2 separate regions of the Mus musculus genome follow, and region 1 is linked to region 2. The links are chromatin contacts, called in public Hi-C maps. All regions are on one chromosome and are shown on one strand. The core of a region is the stretch at or near the end of the contact, and the rest is flanking DNA. Distances in the headings are between cores, read along the strand shown. Region 1 holds the start of Dnajb6 (DnaJ heat shock protein family (Hsp40) member B6). Region 2 overlaps Ube3c (ubiquitin protein ligase E3C).

The links. A called contact is a pair of places that touch in the nucleus more often than the background predicts.
Region 1: a contact with region 2 is called in a Hi-C map of CD8 T cells, with 2.4 times the contacts expected there. The contact joins the promoter of Dnajb6 here to the enhancer-like site in region 2. A contact is called at or near these places in 15 of 39 promoter capture datasets (the 3T3-L1 cell line, the C10 cell line, the HPC-7 cell line and 8 more), 17 of 484 Hi-C or Micro-C datasets (CD4 T cells, CD8 T cells, the G1E-ER4 cell line and 10 more), 2 of 115 datasets of contacts at active chromatin or transcription factors (CD8 T cells and bone marrow-derived macrophages) and 3 of 9 other capture datasets (adipose tissue, liver and pancreatic islet).

What each region holds. Positions count from the first base shown.
Region 1 is chr5:29,731,362-29,738,995 of GRCm38.p6, reverse strand. Dnajb6 (DnaJ heat shock protein family (Hsp40) member B6) reads right to left here and starts at 3,098. Exons shown (of 8, transcript NM_011847.4): 1 at 2,880-3,098. Gm5129 (predicted gene 5129) reads left to right here and starts at 3,060. Exons shown (of 1, transcript NR_028426.1): 1 at 3,060-3,662.
Region 2 is chr5:29,579,614-29,586,446 of GRCm38.p6, reverse strand. The region is part of intron 1 of Ube3c (ubiquitin protein ligase E3C); the gene reads right to left. Among named protein-coding and RNA genes, the nearest start is that of Ube3c, 14 kb to the right of the region's middle. Within about 2 kb of position 4,021, at least 8 of the 459 cell types and tissues checked have an H3K27ac peak or open chromatin away from gene starts, as enhancers often do. A contact at or near this core is called in CD8 T cells, Th1 cells and regulatory T cells, where this site is marked.

The sequences.
Region 1 (7,634 bases), core at 1,849-4,348, 150 kb before region 2:
ATGTGCTCTTCCTTGGTCATCCAAAATTATGGAGTTTTGTTTTGTTTTGTTTTGTTTGTTTGTTTGTTTTTTCGAGGCGGGGTTTCTCTGTGTAGCTCTAGCTGTCTTGGAACTCATTTTGTAGACCAGGCTGGCCTCGAACTCAGAAATCCACCTGCCTCTGCCTCCCGAGTGCTGGGATTAAAGGTGTGCATGACCACACCCAGCTCTCAAAATTAGAGTTTGACAGAACACTTTATCCATAGGTCTATCTAATAAAAACGAAATTCCTAGACCAGACATGGTGGTGCATTCCTTTAATCCCAGCTCTTGGGAGGCAGAAACTGGAGGATATTTGTGAGGCCAGGCCAGGCTGTTCAACCAAGGACAGCCAGGGCTACAGAGACCCTGTCTCTGAAGAAACAAACAAATCCAACTAGCTACTAGCTGGCTTATCTACTAAGTCAGTCTCCAGGCTCCCCCACCACCACCACCTCCAAAAAAAGGATTTTTAGCAGACTTAAACATGCTTGGGGAGCACTCAGAAACAGTACACTGTGGCTTCAGGAGAAAATGGTCCATTTCTCCCTCCCACGCTCATTAGGGGAGGGGCACACCTGTGGAGTCCACACGACAACTTTGAGTCAATGCCCTCCTGCCATCCTTATTTGGGTTCCAACTCTAGTCCTCAGGCCTTCTTCCTATGCTTTAGGTGTTTAACCACCTCACCAGCCCAATTACAACAGTAACATTTCCGTCTTGTTCTCACCAGCTCGTTTCTGGTTAACCTCAGGCTTACTGCTTGAAGTAGAGTCTCACTTTACAGGCCAAGATGGCCTCTACCTAAAATTCTACCTCACCCTCTTGAATTACTGGTATCAAGGACCCACACAACACTACACAGCTCACTGTGACTTTATTCCCAAAGTTACTCTCTTAAACTCTATACATGAAAATAATATTAATTTGCCACTCTAATCCCTCCTACAAAATCCTGCCTTTAACTGTAGGCCCTTCACTACCAGATGGTGTCCTGGGTAAATTTAAGACTTAACATACAATCATTTTCAAAGTGTCAGTTTTTAAGAATCCTGCAAAGCAGAACCAAGTCGAAAGGACAATTCTGTTCTATTTGCTTGTTCTTTAGAAAGGCATCAGACAAGGTCTAAAAGTACACGCACATCCTTGAGTATTAAATAATGTAAAAGGCACACGCTATCACACCAATAGTGGACAGGGATAACAAAGTGCCTTCTTTACAATTCTAAAGATGTGGCTGGTGCAGAGGGTGCACACCTTTTTTTAATCCCAGCAGGAGGCAGAGTTCTGTGTTTGGTATCAGGCTGCTATTCAAAGTGAGTTCCAGGACAGCCAGGGGTACACAAAACAATACCAAAAAAGTTTGCAAGCCGGGCGTGGTGGCACACGCCTTTAATCCCAGCACTTGGGAGGCAGAGGCAGGTAGATTTGAGTTCAAGGCCAGCCTGGTCTACAAAGTGAGTTCAGGGACAGCCAGGGCTACAGAGAAACCCTGTCTCAAAAACAAACAAACAAACAAACAAAAAGACAGGCATGGTCTGCCTGGGCAAGAGTGAAGAGAAGACTGAAACTTCCAAGTCAACCATACCTACAAAAGGCAGCATTTCTTCCCATATTTCTTTCATGTTCTTCCTAATTCCAAAGCTCCACCCAAGTGTGTGTACTGATGACACCGTAATCACACACCGGAGGGCAATTCGGCCTGTGGTGGCGATATCCCAAAGTACAACAAAGGAGTCCTTCCAGGAATCAGTAAGTCTACTGTGGGGTTTACTTTACAAACAAGAACAGACTAAGTTCAAATATCAGGGCGCTTGTTCTTTAGGTTGTTCCCTCCTCTGGCTTTTATGTCCAATATTTCTACTAAAACAGTTGCCTTAAAGTTGGTATCACTTCCCTAGCAAGCTGAGCGTCCTGAGATTCTACGGCCTAGAATGCGTAAACCCTAACCACAAATCTAAGGTTCAAATAAAGACGTTACAAAAAAACCAAAGTGGCTGCACTGGGCAGGCACTCCCCACCTTAGAAGGTGGGACCATCCCCACCATTCCCTTTCAACGGTTCACATACAACTTCTTCGGTAACAAAGCTTTTAAAACTTGACAAACCCCTCCTGTTTAAAAAAAAAAAAAAAAACTCCATCTCCAAAGTTTTTAAGACCTTTTAGTTTGCAGTGCAGAGTTCCTTGTCAACACAACCGAAGTAAATTAAGACTTAGTGTAAACTCCAGTTACATAAACTTTGTTACGTAAACCACAGCAAAGCAACCTTCGAGGCCAACATCAAACTAGTTTTAAAAGTAAGCTGAGCCAGGCGGGTCGCCTAGCAAACTTCCCAACAGTCCCTGGAAACCGCCTTGGCCTTCCCACCCGGCCCCCTTCGCTGCCTGGAGGCCTGGGCCGGTGATTGCGCCTTCCATGGGAGTCCTGCTCTTCGCAGGCCACCTGACCCCTTGCTTGCAGAATGCAGTGAGGACGCCAGGACTGGGTGACACCAGCCTTGCCTACTCCTGGAGCTCTGCGGCCGACCTAGCGCGTGCCGGACCCAACCGCCACCTTCGACCAGAGAACTAGGGAAGCGGACCGCAGCTAAGCCCCGAGCTAGGCCTGACCAAGAACGGCAAACGCTCTCCACAGACCCAATCTACAACCGGCCCAGACCAGGAACACCTTAAGCCCCAGACCTAGACACAAGACTACAGCCTAGACTGGAACCCGTTCGGCCTTGTGAGCAGTACCGGCCCCACTGTCGACCCGGTTCCTGCACCCGTATTCCGGGAGCCAAGCGGGTTAGCCCATTCGCAGGCCTTCCCCTCCCGCCGTAGTCAACCCTGCTTTTCGCCGCGGCTCGCGGACCCTCACCGAGGACACGGCGGCCAGCGAGGAGGGAAGTCAGGCGGCCGGTCTCCTCGCGGCTGTGGCACAGCTGCGCTGGTGGCGGTGGCGGCGGCGGCGTCTCCTCGCGCTTTCCTTTCTCTTCTTTTCTCCAACAACAAACAGGAAGTGCGTCACGCGGTGGCGGCGCGGCCCGGCGACGTCGACTTCCGCCCGGCCCTGAAGCTAACGTGCGCAGCAGCCTCCGTGCGCGTCGGACTTGATAGCGCTGGTCTAGCGTTCCGGAAGATTCTCGGAGCTGAGGACGGTGGGATTCTGGAGGGTTTACATAGGCGAAGGTGGCTGAATAGGGCGGGAAGCGTCCCCTTGCGCAAGCTCTGTGCCTGGAGGGCTCTAAAGCCTGAGGCGACTGTAGCCGAACCAAGGAGCCTGCGTTTGCCCGGAAGCAGGCTGGGAGGAAGGACGCTCACAGCCTCTGACACAGTGGATTCGGAGATAAGGACCTGATAGCGTAGTATGACTCACACTCCTATGGACTTGGAGAATTGTGGTCCCGAGGTTCGGCCGACCCAACAAGCAGGCCCGACTTAGAGTGAACCGTGAGAGGCCTCATCATTACCAACTCGCAGTGCTGAATCCAGGGTCTAGATTTCAAACACGGTTATTTTAAAGATGTATTTACTTTTTGTATGTGAATGTACTGTCTTCGGACACACCCGAGAAGGACATCAGATCCCACAATAAGCTCCTGTCTCAATAAATCAATAAGCTCCTGTATAAATAAATAGACATTTAAATCCTCACCCCACCCCCACTTACACCCATAGGATGAGTAGTTTTTCATCTTGCCCAGTAAGTTTCAAAAGGTTAGCTAACACTGCACTGGAAAGTAAGAATGAAAGAGAACATATTGATCTCAGAATGTTATGGTTGGACGCCCACCTTCTCAACGCCTGAGAAGGACAAGCACAGAAGATGTGGAGACCCATGATCTGAAGTCACAGATCCTTGGATGCTCCCTCACATGTAGGATATACTCAACTCCAGATAGAACCCTCCAGAATGGCTCCTTGTCTCCTTGCTTCTGTTCTGCCCCCAAGGTTCCCAAACACTACACTTCCCCTTTTGTGAAACATAGAATTTGGCCAGATCTCTTTTCTAATTGACTTTCAGCCCTACAAGATGGCTGTCCAAGACTGAAATGAAAACTAAGCACAAAAGTTCCCGCCCTTTCCTTTACCTTCCTCCACCTCTCCTTCCACCTTTCTGCTCTCAATCTTACCCACTACCACCCTCAATGGCAGGAATCAAGGAGTCTGGCCTAGTGACGAGTGGAAGGTGTGTGTGCTTGCATACTCCAGGGCTGACAGCCCAGCAACCCAAGCTTTCTATTGAAGCAGCGCCGAAAGACAAAGCCAGTTATAAGGTAGAGAATAGGGAAAGGAGTCCCCTCGCCTCAGAGTCTGGCTGAAGCCTCTTGCCACATGACATTTAAGAATTCTAACACGCAGGGCAGTGGTGGCAAATGCCTTTAATCCCAGCACTTGGGAGGCAGAGACAGGCAGATTTCTGAGTTCCAGGCCAGCCTGGTCTACAGAGTGAGTTCCAGGACAGCCAGGGCTGCACAGAGAAACCCTGTCTCAGAAAAAAAAAAAAAAAAAAAAAAAAGAATTCTAACACAGGGTCTGAGGAGATGACTCAGTAAAAAACATTAGTTGCTCTTTCTAGAGGATCTGAGTTCAATTCCCAACACCCATATCAGGTGATCCACAACTGCCTAGTACTCCAGCTCCAGGGGATGTGATTCACTCCAGACATGTGCATGTTTGCATGTAGACCTAGTTTTATCTTTCCCCAGAGCTTTCAAAAGACCCATGATATTAAATCTATATTAAAGTCTTTTGGGGGCTGGGAATGAACACCTTGTTTGTTTGTTTGTTTATTATTATATCTAAGTACACTGTAGGTGTTTTCAGATGCACCAGAAGAGGGCATCAGATCTCATTACGGTTGGTTGTGAGGCACCATGTGGTTGCTGGGATTTGAACTCAGGACCTTTGGAAGAGCAGTTGGTGCTCTTAACCACTGAGTCATCTCTCCAGCCCCAATGAACACCTTATTAATCCCAGAATTTGGGAGGTAGAGGTGGAGGATCTCTGTGAGGTCAGTTCATCCAAGACTACAGAATATATAGAATGAGACTTCTGTTTTTAAAAAAAGCGGAAAAAAAAATGAAAAAAAAAATATAGGTCTCTGAAAAGAAATCCTCAGGCATCACTTCCATTTCCTGGTTTTTTGTTTTGTTTTTTGGTTTTTGATTTTTGTTTTTTTTTTTTTTGTTTTGTTTTGTTTTTTTTTTTGAGGCAAAGTCTTACTGTCTTGTTTGTGTAGACCTCACTGGCAACAACCTTGAGATAATCTTCTTGCCTTAACCTCCAGAAATTAGAAATTACAGGTAAGAGCCACCATATTCAACACCCCTTGACTGAACAATTTGGAAAAAAAGTGTTCATGGATCTGGGAGTATAAGCCAGGGCTCCAGACAAGCCTTGTGTGCACCAGCTCCTGGGTTCAATCTCTTGAAGACATTTTTCTCAGTGACAACAAAGACACACAAACAGAGTTAATTTCTCTTTGCAGAATAGTGTGCCATGACCCAAACTAAGCTAGCAAGCATAACACAAGTTCAGATTTGTATCTTTTTCCCTTTGGCTGGGACAATCTGACCTCAGTCTTGTGGCTGGCTAGGGTTTTTTTTTTTTTTCCTTTTTTTTTTGGGGGGGGGGGGGTTGTTGTTTGGTTGGTTTTTGATTTTTTGGTTTTTTTTTTTTTTTTGAGACAGGGTTTCTCTGTGTACTCCTGGCTGTCCTGGAACTCACTCTGTAGACCAGGCTGGCCTCAAACTCAGAAATTCACCTGCCTCTGCCTCTCGAATGCTGGGATTAAAGGCGTGTGCCACCACGCCCGGCAGCTGGCTAGTTTTTAAAGAGTTGGTGCAAAGAAAGGAAAAAGACATGGGAGGCCAACAGGTTCCAGAAAGGCAGTGGTGCTTTTGTACAAACAAAATTTTACCAGGTTGGGGAGATTAAAAGATGTGCTGCAAAGTTTTACAAGTAGGATAGATTTGTGGAATCTTGGCAGGCTGGTTATCTTGGATAACAAACAAACCAAAAAATTCTCCTACCTCACCCCCCCCAACCCCCCCCCCCAAAAAGGAAGAGAGAAAAAGAAAACAGAGTAGGATGCAAATGTTATATTTTCCCTCCAAGCATTTATCATATAACTTAGGAACAGGGGTGGTTCCTCTGTAATTTAGCTGCTCTAGATTTTTTGTTTGTTTGTTTGTTTTTGTTTTTGTTTTTCGAGACAGGGTTTCTCTGTGTAGCCCTGGCTGTCCTGGAACTCACTTTGTAGACCAGGCTGGCCTCAAACTCAGAAATCTGCCTGTCTCTGCCTCCCAAGTGCTGGCGTGCGCCACCACTGCCCGGCAGCTGCTCTAGATTTAATAAAGTTCTTTGTATTGAGCTCCTGCATAGGACACCAAAAGAGTAAATCAGTCACTCATAGGAAATGCCCCAAAGTGAAACACACTTGTGACAGAGCTCCAAGCAAACCAGCTCTTCCTGAAAACTGGGCTTTTGGCTCCAACCAGGCCAGTGAATAGAAAAATCCCATGCTCTAAGGCTTACAGAAAGAAATCAAAGCTATTCAGTGATCCAAGCTGTTTCAAAGTTCAGTGTTCAAGTGTTTCAAAAAACGTTGTTTAGCTACTGCCTGGTAGAATACCCCTTCTATGTTTTCCCTTCCTTCCTTCCTTCCTTCCTTCCTTCCTTCCTTCCTTCCTTCCTTCCTTCCTTCCTAGACAATGTTTCTCAGGGAAGCTGCAGACTCCCTATGTAGCCAGAAGACCATTTCCTGATGTTCCTGCCTTCAACTCTCAAGTGCTGAGATTGCAGGAGTCTCACCAAGCATAGCTATTAAGAACCTTTTTTCCAGGCAGGGTCTTGCCCTGTAGTATGTGCAGAAACTCACAGCAGTGTTTCTGCACGGGCCTCTTCTGCCTGTCAGGTGTTAGGATTACAGGCACGAACCACTTAACACCCAGGTTGCTTGCTTGCTTGCTCTTTCTCTTTTTCTTTTTTCTTTTGTTTTGAGACAGGGTCTCACTCTGTAGCCTGTTTGTTTGTTTGTTTGTTTGTTTGTTTTTCGAGACAGGGTTTCTCTGTATAGCCCTGGCTGTCCTGGAACTCACTTTGTAGACCAGGCTGGCCTTGAACTCAGAAATCCGCCTGCCTCTGCCTCCCAAGTGCTGGGATCAAAGGCATGCGCCACCATGCCTGGCTCACTCTGTAGCCTTGAATTTGCAGAGATCCACCTGTCTCTGCCTCTGAAGTCCTAAAATTAAAGGCTTCACTTCATAGGCAGCACCAGTCACCTGGCATCACCTTAGCCCTAGTTTTATTGTTTTGAAACAAGGTCTTACTATGAAGCCATGGCTAGCTTGACTCACTAATGGTGACCCACCTGCTTCTGCCTCCCTAGTCTTGGATTCATTCAAACTTAAAGGATGGGACACCATGCCCAGCTGTTCTTTTGGTTTGCTTTGTCTATGTTTTTTGGTGTGTGTGTGTGTGTGTGTGTGTGTGTGTTCCTTCATGCTTGCCTCTGTGAGCCTCAGTATCCTTGGGAAGGAGTCTCTTGTGTTCTTTCACCTTATTGAAGCAGGGTCTATCCTGCTGCTCCCACACTCTGTGTACTGCAGAGGAGCCTTTTCTTGGTTCT
Region 2 (6,833 bases), core at 2,772-5,271:
GCCATCAATTCCAGCTTAGAACAACCCAGAAGACACAATGTGACTATTCTGGTAGTCTTACCAAGACAAAGTACATGCATTTATTTGAAAAGGCCTTATATCTCTATGGTGAAATATGTACACTTGTAATAAACACATTGAACAAAATACATTACTTTTAAAATTACATTTTAAACCAGACAACGGCCCATAATCTGAGCTACTCAAGAGGGTAAATTCAAGGCAAGCCTGGGTAACTTAGTAGAATTCATCTTTAAAAAAAAAAAAAAAAAGTTTGGTGGGGCCAGCTGGAGATATATATCTTACTGCCATTATAACATGTATTAAGCCCCAGTTCAAATTCCAGTACTACCAAAATAAACTTAATTATTAACTTTGTTTTTTTAGAGGTTTTCTAATTTAGTGAAATTCTTTTTTTTCTTTTCTTTCTTTTTTTCTTTTATTAGATATTTTCTTTATTTACATTTCAAATGCTATCCTGAAAGTTCCCTACACCTTCCCCCTGCCCTGTTCCCCTACCTACCCACTCCCACTTCTTCACCCTGGTGTTCCCCTGTACTGGGGCATATAAAGTTTGCAAGACCAAGGGACCTCTCTTCCCAATGATGGCCGACTAGGCCATCTTCTGATACATATACAGCTAGAGACAAGAGCTCTGGGGATACTAGTTAGTTCATATTGTTGTTCCATCTATAGGGTTACAGACCCCTTCAGCTCCTTGGGTACTTTCTCTAGCTCCTCCATGGGGGGGCCCTGTGTTCCATCCTATGACTGTGAGCATCCACTTCTGTATTTGCCAGGCACTGGCATCAACAAATGGTACAGGCATTAACTGGCAGTTATCATGTAGAAGAATGCGAATTGATCCATTCTTATCTCCGTGTACAAAGCTCAAGTCTAAGTGGATCAAAGACACTGAAATTTATAGAGGAGAAAGTAGAGAAAAGCCTTGAAGATATGGGCACAGGGGAAAAATTCCTAAACAGAACAGCAATGGCTTGTGCTGTAAGATCAAGAATTGACAAATGGGACCTCATAACATTACAAAGCTTCTGTAAGGAAAAAGACACTGTCAATAAGACAAAAAGGCCACAAACAGATTGGGAAAGGATTTTTACCAATCTTAAATCTGATAGGGGACTAATACCCAATATATACAAAGAGCTCAAGAAGCTGGACTCCAGAAATTCAAATAACCCCATTAAAAAATGGGATACAGAGCTAAACAAAGAATTCTCAACTGAGAAATACCGAATGGCTGAGAAGCACCTGAAAAACTGTTCAACATCCTTTATCACCAGGGAAATGTAAATTTTGTTTTTTTTTGAGACAGGATTTTCTTCTATGTAGGCCTGGCTGGCCTAAACTCACAGAGATCCACCTGCTTTTGCCCCCTGAGTGCTGGGATAAAAAATAAACACTACCACACCCGGTAAATCATTTTTAATTAATTAAATATCAATAAGGGTTGTATGAGTTATCATTCTATAGGAGTTGTCCAGCTTGGGTTTTTTTGTTGTTGTCTGTGTGGTTGGTTGCTTGTTTTGTTTTTGTTTTGAGACAGACCAAGATCACATTGAATTCGCAGCAATCTACCTGCCTCTATAGATTAAAGGTCTCCCAGTAGGACCTGGAGCTCCCTTATTTGGCTAGGCTGGCAGCCACCAAGTCCCAGGGATCAGTCAATCTTTACCTCACTGTACTGGGATTGCACGCTCATTCATTGCCATCATGACTGAGGATCAAATTCAGGCCCTCATTTTTATATGGGAAGCACTTTTTCAATTGAGCTGTCACACCCCACCCCAGCTCCCAAACTGTAACACCACACTTGGGAGATAGAAGGATTAGAAATAAAACTAAAACAAAACCAGACAAACCCCTACAGTCCTGAAACCTGGCATCCTCCTGAACAAAGAAGGGCTCTGGCAGCTTCCAGTGTGAAGAGAAGCAGGTGCCTGCCTTCACAAGCCTGGAGCGGTCATCTGCTTTAACCAAAGTGGACACTCCATGCACTGACACTCCATGCACTGACACTGTTAAATGTTCCTGCACAGAGATCAGGAATGCTGCCTACAGAAGGAAGCAAATTTATTTTGGATAGTTTCCAGCACTAGAGCACAAAAGACCACATACCCTTTTGTTTAAGCCAGCATATTACCTTTGCCTTTCCTGTCACACAATGCTTTAGTCATGTCAATAGACAGCAAAGGATTTCCTCTAGTTTAGGGATTTAGAAATGGCTTCACAGCCTTGGTTATTCAGTAAAGGAGCCATCAGTCCAGCCTATAACAGGATGTTCCTTCCAAGAGAACAGATCAACTGTCTGCCCTGGAGAACAGTGGCTCCACAATCTGGTTCTCAATCTACCTATCTGTATACACAACTGTGTCATCAGGGAGGAAAAAATCTTGTTCAATATCTTGTTTGCTTTGTCACAAATCATTACTTCCAAACCTAACTGTGGCAGCAGGTTACCCAATTAGTAATTTTGCAGCCATAGCTTTACAGATCAACAGGATCCAAGAGATCTTGGATCTCAAAACTGTGACGGTGGTTTTCCCTGGAATTGGGGTACATAATAGGACAAGTTCATTCTCTTAGCCACTGCAAAACAAAAAACAAAAAACAAAAAAAAAATGAAAAACCCCCCAAAACAAACAAACAAACAAACACAAAAAACAAACAAACAAAAAAAACCTCAAAAAGCTCAATCTACTTGTTTTTTTATGTTTTTCCTTTGTAGCTATCAAGTTTATAGTAAAGACTAAAAGATGTTTCCAAAGAGTCAGAAATGTGATAGAGATATACCAACTATTCTACTCATTATCAATACCTTTGTTTATATAACCATTTTCACCTTCAGATTTTATAAATTTTCCTTTAGTATCTAACTGGTTATCAGGTTCAGTAGTTAACAGGAATAAAAAGCACAGGCATGACTTTAATTTCCAATGTGACTCATACTAGTAAAAGTGCAGTTTTACCATGAGGCTGAAAATGAACCAGCCTACAAGGCAGACAGGAATTCGGATCAGAATCTGCAAAATAACATGAGTTTTGCAGCTCCATCCTGTAGCTGCATCACTGAACCACACTTACTGAGTTTTTGTTAAAATCTCAAAAATAAATTTAATTTAATTAAATCTCAACATCAAGGATGACATTCTCTAAAACAGCTGCAAAGCTTAGCTTAGACATGTAAATTTGATCACAAAATTCAAATTTTTTACAAAGCAAACCATCATAGCCAATATCCAAGACAAATCACAAAGTGGGAACAAATATTTGAAACAGCACAAAAATGACCTGTTATAGCATTCAGTAATAATATGAAAAGCAACAACCAAAGAGAAAAATCAGCAAAAGTATATGTACCTCACAGAAAATATATCTTCTAATCACAAGAAGTTCAATTCCAGTTAAGAAAAAAAAAAGTGAAAAATTATAAATAAGGATTTCTTATTTCTATATGTGAAAGAAATATCAAATATGAGTCTTTTCTAATACTATAAAACTTGTGCGTAGGACAAGGAATTAAGATCTTTTTGTCTCCTCTACCTTATAAGACTTGGAAATATTTGAATCTTCCCCATCCAGTAAAACCCTGTTTACTCAAAGACCCAGTGCTCGATTCTAGGAATTTGATTCCTTCCCTACTTCCTCCATTTCCTATGCACCAATTCTTTCAGATTATTCAGACAATTGAATAAGATTGTGAGGTAGACTCTAGCCAACTGGGAAAATAAAGTTGCAAATTTCCTTAGTATAAAAACCAAATCCATGTCCCATCTTGGTGTGTATTTGCTCTTACAGAGCACATCCTCTTGGTCCAAGTAACGTGTTTACTTCATCCAGACACTTCAGTAAGAATGGTGGTCTCTTTCTTTGTGATGCTGAATTTATTTCTAACGTGTATTTGGGATATATATAATGTTAACTAATGCAATGTGTAGGGCACGTAGAAGAACAAGATCTTTCATACACTGACATAACTTCCTCAGAGATAACTTAGAAACACTTACTCAATCCAAAACTTGCACTTAGAAGTTTCATTTTCAGGAATTTAATCTATAGATGGTAATGATAGTCACAAGAATATTCTTTTAAGTGTTATTTGAATAAGAGAGGGGGAAAATACTGCCCGGTATGGTGGTGCACATCTCTAATGTCATCATTTGGAAAGCAGTTGATAGGAGGGTGGCTAAAACAATCTGGGTATAGAGACAATCAAGTTTCAGATTAGCCAGGACTTCTCAGTGAGACCTGTCTCAAAAAACAAACAAAAGAACCTAAACCACTCAATCTTGAAAGCAACTTTAACAGCCATTTAAACTATCAGCAGTGAGAGAGAACACGGTACTAAAGCCAGTCCCAGAGTCACTCAACAATGCAGTGGATCTGCCTGCCTTACCCTTCTCCCAGCTGGATTATTAAGGGAAAAAGACAGGTACTGGGATTAAGGAGCATTAGACTGCTTTCAACAAGGAGAGGAATGTAGGCACCTACATGATACACACAGAGGACAGCCGTGGGAGGCTGTGGAAAGTCCAGAAGCCAAGTCTGAAAAAGAGAAATAAAATCTGGGAGGGAAGGAAAGGACAGAGTGAAAAGAAAAGTGGACAATTTTGTTTATTTTCCACTGTTTGATTTATTGCCCATGTAAACTAGTTATTTTCTTGCTTTTAAATCTTTTATTGGACTTATTTTTATTTTTGAGTCAAGGGTTCTCTATGTAACCCTGTATACAAGGCTGACCTCAACTCATCCGCCTTCCTCTACCTCCCAAGGGCTGGGATTAAAAGTGCATGCTGCCACCACCATCTGGTAATTATTTATTATTTTAAATTCAGAGATACTCTTGCCTCTATCTCTCAAGTACTGTCATGCACTATCATACTTTCACTACTCTCTTGAATTTATTAGCTTTATTTCTACTTCCAAGATGTCCTCTTTATTCCACATGAATACCACAACATGCACAACCTCACACTTTGAAGACCATTAACAAACACTAGAAATGTGTATAGGATATATTTGTGAGAATGCATGCAAGTGTGCTCTCCGGTGCATGCACTTATGGTGGGCCAGGTCAATTTTGGGTATCTACATTTTTTTTTCTGAGACAGGCTCTCACTGAACACAGAGCTCCCTACTTTGATGGTCGGGCTAAGTCAACTAGTCCTGTGGATTCACCTGTCCTTTCTGTTAGCATTACTAGGGTTAGTGTGGTAGTTTGAATATGCTTGGCCAGGGAGTAGCACTATTTGGAGGTATGGCCTTGTTGGAGGAAGTGTATCACTGTGGGCCTGGGCTTTAAGACCCTCCTCCTAACCAATTGGGTGCCAGTTTTCTCCTAGAAGTCCTTCAGATGAAGATGTAGAACGTTCAGCTCCTCCGGCACCATGCCTGCCTGGACACTGCCATGATCCTGCCTTGATGATAATGGATTGCTCTAAACCTGTAAGCCAGCCCCATTTAAATGTCCTTACAAAAGTTGCCTTGGTCATGGTGTCTGTTCAGAGCAGTAAAACCCTAAGACAGTTAGTTACAGGCATGCTACAAGGAACAAATAACTTAAATACCTTTTTGTGTGACTTGGTAATGGTCTCTAGCCATACTCTTGAGACACAGCTTTGCTAGCATGTGTATTGATACCCATCAGCAAGAGAACTGGAGACTTTGTGAGCAGTCCGGGCCTCAGTGACCATTGAACTTCTGGCTCTGTGGCTGGGCCCACACAGGCCTGTCCAACAGAGCTAATTGTTGGTTTATACTTACAAAGACCTCCTGGGACCTCCACCGGTGCCACCTTCCCAGCTCTCTACAACTAAAAGTACTTTATGGAGGAAGTTGGATAAGCTTCCAAGTTTCTGAAGCATCCTCACCAGAGAAGATTCTCCAGGGGACCCTGCAGCAGCATCTCTGCCTGTTTAACTTTTATATTAGCATGATATTATTAAGGAGTGTTTGTGTGAATAAATGCAACATATTCAATTCAGAAAACAAATCTTGTGTTGACACCCCAACTGGTGAGCACTTTACAGTTCCATGTTCTCTGCACATACACCCACTACCATACCCAATTTTTACGTGTATTCTAGGGATCCAAACTAATGTTTTCACACTTGTGCACTTCACTGACCCCTACTTGAGCTATCTCCCTAGGCCTGGAAATATGTTTAAAACAAGGAAGGTTCATGATAGTATCAATAATCCTCATTATCAACAATTATAATTTCAGGGACTAGAGAAAAGGCTCAGTGGTAAAGAGCACTGGCTACTCTTCAAGGGTAATCTGGTTCAGTTCTCAGCACCCACCCAGTTATCTCACAATAATACATCTCCAGTTTCAGGGGATCGAACGTTCTCTTCTTAGTACCAGACATACACAGGCAAAACATCCAGTCACACAAAATAAAATGTAAATATTATGACTTCATGTCATGACAATTCATGTCTTTAGGTCCAGCACTTGTGAGACAGAGGTGGGCCTGATATATATGGAGTTCCAGATCAGTCGGGGTATACAATGAGACTTTTCTCAAAAACAAACGGTACACAACTAAGCCACAGTTCCCAGGGTACTTTTGATAGTTTCATTCTTTATAGTAAACAGTTCCAGAAGACACAGGTAACATAGGCACCAAGCTATTTACCAGAACACTAGAGCTTACTATCATGACTAAACAAACTAATTTAGGACTAGAGAGATGGCTCAGCAGTTAAGAGCACCAGTTGCCCTTCCAGTAGACCTGGGTTTAATTTCCAGTACCTACAGCACCCACATGGCAGCTAACACTTAACTCCAGACACCCTCACAGGCACATGAA